Regions from separate parts of the Gossypium hirsutum genome. Here region 1 is linked to region 2. The links are chromatin contacts, called in public Hi-C maps. All regions are on one chromosome and are shown on one strand. Each heading gives the region's core, a stretch centred on a gene start, on an enhancer-like site or on the middle of the called end of the contact. The rest is flanking DNA. Distances are from core to core; before and after follow the strand shown.

Region 1 (2,773 bases), core at 24-2,523, 250 kb after region 2:
AAATTCGAGTAGTTCAATGGGAGGTATAATGATTCCCGAGTGGTGTCCTCATTAAGGAGAGTGTATCCATTAATAGTGGATGGCTCCATTCGGGTGGTTAAGGATAGATGGTCACTTCTCACGGGTGATATGAGGCGCGCAAGTAGTTAATCACTGAGGAACCATCCAGGTTGTAGGGACGAAGGGCTACTTGCGGGTGCCTTTTCGATTTGTTTTTTATGTTGCCATGTGTCCCAGTTGGGGGTGGTATAACAATATTTTTTTTATTTTTAATAATTTATTTGATTTGAATCAGTTAGGCCGTTCAAATTAGGAACCTTGGGCCGCTTCAACTTGGCCGATTTTAATGTTAAAATAATAAAAAATAAAACTTATATTAATATTTAATTATAAAAATTAACACAAATTTTATATCAATTAATATAAATCAATATACAATTAATATTAATTTTTTAATCATCTATATTTAAAATGGGTCAATCGAAATGGTTGGGTTACATGTCCAATGAACACATCTTATTATCATTCAAGGAGTACATAACATTTTGTTTTTTGAAATTTTGAAAATATTTTTGGAACCAGACTAATGGTCGAACTGGTCAAACCAATCAGTTCCTATTTCAAATGGTCTGATTGGTTCAAAATTAATAAATTGTTAAAAAATAAAAAATATAAAAATATTAATATAAAAATTGGTTCAATTGTCGGTTCAATTGTTTATAAATTGATTCAACCACTTTGGATCAGTTTATGGATCAATTGATTTTTTACCCCTGATCGGGCCGAAAGTCTAGTTGATTCTCAATCCAACCAGTACCAAATTAGACAACATTGAATTTTGGAAAAAAAATTTATATATTTAAAATGATATTTTTAATTTTTTGAATTTTGAATTTTTTATTTTATAAATTTTGATTTTTAAAAATTATATTTTTCTTCTTTTTATTTAAAATATTGGAAAAAAATAAATTTTAAGTTTTTTTTTACTTTTAAAGGGTAATGACCAAATTGACAAAAAAATAAAAATATTGAGTGTTAAAAAAATTATTTTATCTTTTTATAACAGTCACTAATGACAAAATTAAACGGAGGGACCAAGGCCTTTAAATCAGAAAAATATAACAACTCAATGTCTCAAAATAAAAATCTAAAAATTAAATTTTAAATTAAAAATATAATCACAAAATATAAATACAGACCCATTATCGTGTCCACTAAAGGGATTTGGGTTATCCAAAATGAAGGATAAGGCCTATGAAGTTGACTGGTCCATTAGAAGTTGGACAATTTCTTTGATATGCTAATGGCTTAACTAGAAACCCATTAAAATTTTGAGTTAGGCATAAGCTCAAACACGGTTTCTTCTTCATATTAACAAGTAGAAATATCTTAGTTGAATTCAAATCACTTAATAGTGATTGGTACTTTCCCGTGTTATAATTTCAACTAAATGTGATTTTTTAGGATGTAATAATCAGGAATATAATTGATGAAAAAGTTATTTTATAATGTTTAGTGAACATTGAAAAGTATTAATTAAAATTATTGAAAAACAATATTATCATGTTTGGTTCATTAAATACTTTACTAAGAATATAATGATAATTGTCGATTGAGTCTTAGCTCGATTGATATGAGCATTGTTGTCAATGCAGGAGGACATAAGTTTAAGTGTGCTAAAGTGAATTATCCTCCTATTTATGGGTTGGGGAGGAGCACATATGATCAGAACTTATAACGAGATTGTTTCAAAAAAATAATATAATAATAATTTACAAACTTACCCTTATTAAATAAAAATAATATCCATGTGCTTAATATTTTACAATAAACAATAAACTTTATTAGTAATAAATCTTGGAATTAAATAATTAATAATATTTTAATTGATAATTTTGATTGAAAATAAAATTATTTCAAAATTATCTTGCATATATATTCTAAATATAACAATGCATACATAAAATCCTTCGTATAAAAAACTTGTTTTGGAATGAATACTATAATGAATTGAAACTCAAGTCAATATATTGAAAGGGAAAGATAAGAAAGCAACATAAAATAAATATAACATGTAAATGATTAAATATGTTTATCGAAAATAAATTTAAAAAAATTTACTTGTAAAGAATCCATTGAAATAACAAGAAAATTGGTTTACATTCAATTAATATCCTAAATCAAAAATAAAATGGGGCTAATCTTATCTTTAATATATTTTTAACTTTTCAACCTATACGAAAAAGTAATTCTTTTACCATTTATCATAAGAATTATATTGACATGTTTATAAGGAAGTAGTTTTCGAAGGAAAGTTAAATTTTAAAGAAAGTAATTCTTTTACATATCAAATTTTGACTCACTTTTCAACTGATTAAACACACAAAGATACCTTATATGTTAATTATTTGCAAAATAAAATTTAAGATAAAAAGGTGGCAATGGCAGGCACCTATGCTTTTTGGTGGAAACTTCAAGCATTGCCCATGAGGAAATTAATGACCCAATGTGCTAAATCACATGTCTTTTGGTTTGGGCACATGATCCACGCCACTCTACCTCAACCTAACCATTTACTCCTCGCTTTTATACTTATTTTAAATTTTAAAAGTATGAAAAATAATTAAAATACGAAGCGGTAACAACTTAATATAAGTACATACGTACTAAAAGTTATGTAACATTAATTATCACGTGTCAAACTTTATATAATTAATACAGGGTCAAATAGGCGGATTGTTAGCATATTCTGAAAATTAAATATAAATTTTAT
Region 2 (2,715 bases), core at 95-2,594:
AATTAAATTTATAACTTTACGCATAGTTCAAAATTAATAGTAACATTTAACCAACTGGATTTAATTGCTATTGTTTGGGTTAAGATTGTAATTTCAAAAATTGAAAAGTACAAGGACTAAATTTGATCAATTCAAAAAGTATAAGGACTAAATTTGAACAAACTAAAGTATAGGGATTAAATCCACAATTTACACATATTACAAGATTAATAGCATAATTTAGCCAACTAGATTTCGCTTCTATAGATTGGGTTTAGGATTGTAATTTCAAATTTTGAAAAGTAGAGAGACTAAAATCAATCATTTCAAAAAGTATAGGGGCTAAATTTGGTCCAATTAAAGTATAAAATTAAATTCACAATTTATGCATAGTACAATGACTAATGGCAAAATTTAACCTTTCTATCATAAAAACTATAAGCAAGGTTTTTAGAATCAGATGATTGAATCGATCAAACCATAGATTCTCGATCTGATTGATTTTGTCTGGTTCAATTGAATAAATTATTAAAAATTTAAAAATAGAGAAAACTGATTCAACTAATTTTTAGCCTGATTCAATTGACTTTTTAACCAGGTCATCCAACCCATTCTTCCGGACCAATATCCAGACTGGTCCTATTCTAAAAACAGTGATAGTAAGAGATATTTGGTTCAAGTAATATTATATTTCATAAACTAAAAACTAAATAAAGTAATACAATATATCTAAAAATATGCTATTCTATTAAAAAAGAAAAAACTTTGGTTTGGTGAATCTTTATATTAAACTTGAAATATATTATTTACTTACAAAACTAAAAGAGAGGAAAAAGAAGCAGCAAAAACCGGTATACTTATTGTGTTAAGGTGACGTTGGAAGTTGGGGGTAAAAGGAAAAAGGAAACAGTAGCTAAAGTCCTGAACTTTAAAGTGGGGGAAGAAAGCTGCCACTATTTTTTTTTGTTTGTTTTTCCTCTTCACTGAGGCATTAAAGCAAACATAAAGTGAGTCAGTCATATTTGGCTCCCATTGCAATGAGGTGTAAAAGTACGTATAAAGGAATAAATTAGCCTCTTTCCTTCTCTTCTACTCTCAATCTCTCTTTACTGCCAATCTGTCAAACACCTCCTATAATCAAAATTTACATATTATTTTAATGTAAGTGTATTTAAAATATAATATATTTTGTTGATTGAATTTTAATTTAGCTGATATCGTATTATTGGGACTACGAGTTCAACCCCAATTTTTCTCTGATTATGGATAGAAATAGGTAATATATTGATATTTTATTAATTATATTCCTACCTATAGGATTTTACCTAAGTCATTTTTATGAATTAGGTCCATCCAAGGGCCCATAGCTGCGTTTATTGTTGGGTTGTGGACTAACCTACTTCTTCGGCTTGTTGGGTTAGACCACATTTGATTCTTCTAATAGGATTTTTGAACTTAACTATCAAGGCCCAAATATATTTACGACATTACTTGTTATAATTAATGTTTTTAAATTTAAATTGGTGATTAAACCAGTTAAATTATCGATTTTCAGTCTGGCTGATTCAATCGGTTTAACCACCTATTCGACCGATTTACTGTTTAATAATATAAAAGAAAACAAGAAAAAACCCAAGTAGCTATTACTACAAGGCCCAACTATTTGCATTTTTAAAACCTAACCATGTTTGTAAATTACTATAAGACCCAACTATGTTAGGTCCAGAGTAAAAAAATAAAATAAACTTAATTCTTCCCCTCATCTCTTTCGTAATTTCCTTGCTGCCTATTTCTTCTCATCTTTTCATTTTTTCTTTCTTTCTCAGACTTTGTTTTATCGGTTCATCTTTTCATCTCTTACATTCTCTTGGCTGCTTTTGGCCGGTGCTTGTAGACTGAAATTATGGTGAGCGAGGAAATTATTTTTGTTGGAATTAAATTATATATTTTTATAATAGTAAAAATGTAATTTTATCATTTTAATAGTCTACGTCTTTATCATTTTTAAAAAATTAAATTAATTTTTTATCATTTTGGGATCAAAGTATAATTTTACTATTACTAATTAAAATTGTATAAATTATAAAAAAAACCTTAATAGAAAATTTTACATTTTAAGAAAGGGTTGGCTAGGCTTCGCCACTATAGTTGGCTGGCGACAATAAGAAGATAGTAAACGAGAGTTGGTTGGTGGTTAGAAAATTTTAGTTCAAAAAAAGAAAAAATCTGTTGAACTAATTTTTTGTCAATTCGTCTGATTTTTAATTTATGAGTGAAAGACAATTTTAATTAGTTAATAACTCATCTATTTTCGATTCAACCGATGTAATTGACAATTTCAAAAACATTGGTTATAAAGTCTCATTTGGTTGGGTTGTTAACCTTACTTTTATACACAAATGGAGTGATTTTACTATATATATATATATATTATAGAAAGAAGTATTTTGGTAACTTTCAAATGTAAACCACATTTTCACTTGACAAGTGGTAAGACATCTCGTTAATTTGAGTAATTTTTATTAAATTCATTATGAATGCCGGAAAAAAATTGCTAATCAATTTATGGTATACGTAATGGAATATTATAAAATTACATCGAATTTATATTGAACTTAAGAATTCCAGAATATGAAATATATAAATGAGTATTTCAAAAATTAACTATCAATTATTAAATTAAATTACATATATGTACCAAAAAAATTATTAAATTATCATTGCAAAAAAATTAAT

The links. Hi-C and Micro-C count contacts between places; a contact is called where the count stands out from the background.
Region 1: a contact with region 2 is called in a Hi-C map of leaf, with 2.2 times the contacts expected there. The contact joins two enhancer-like sites. A contact is called at or near these places in 2 of 34 Hi-C or Micro-C datasets (both in leaf).

The regions. Positions count from the first base shown.
Region 1 is chrD11:50,952,673-50,955,445 of Gossypium_hirsutum_v2.1, forward strand. No RefSeq gene overlaps it. Among protein-coding and RNA genes, the nearest start is that of LOC107913614, 26 kb to the right of the region's middle. Within about 2 kb of position 1,274, at least 1 of the 9 cell types and tissues checked has an H3K27ac peak or open chromatin away from gene starts, as enhancers often do. A contact at or near this core is called in leaf, where this site is marked.
Region 2 is chrD11:50,703,732-50,706,446 of Gossypium_hirsutum_v2.1, forward strand. No RefSeq gene overlaps it. Among protein-coding and RNA genes, the nearest start is that of LOC121223135, 8.9 kb to the right of the region's middle. Within about 2 kb of position 1,345, at least 2 of the 9 cell types and tissues checked have an H3K27ac peak or open chromatin away from gene starts, as enhancers often do. A contact at or near this core is called in leaf, where this site is marked.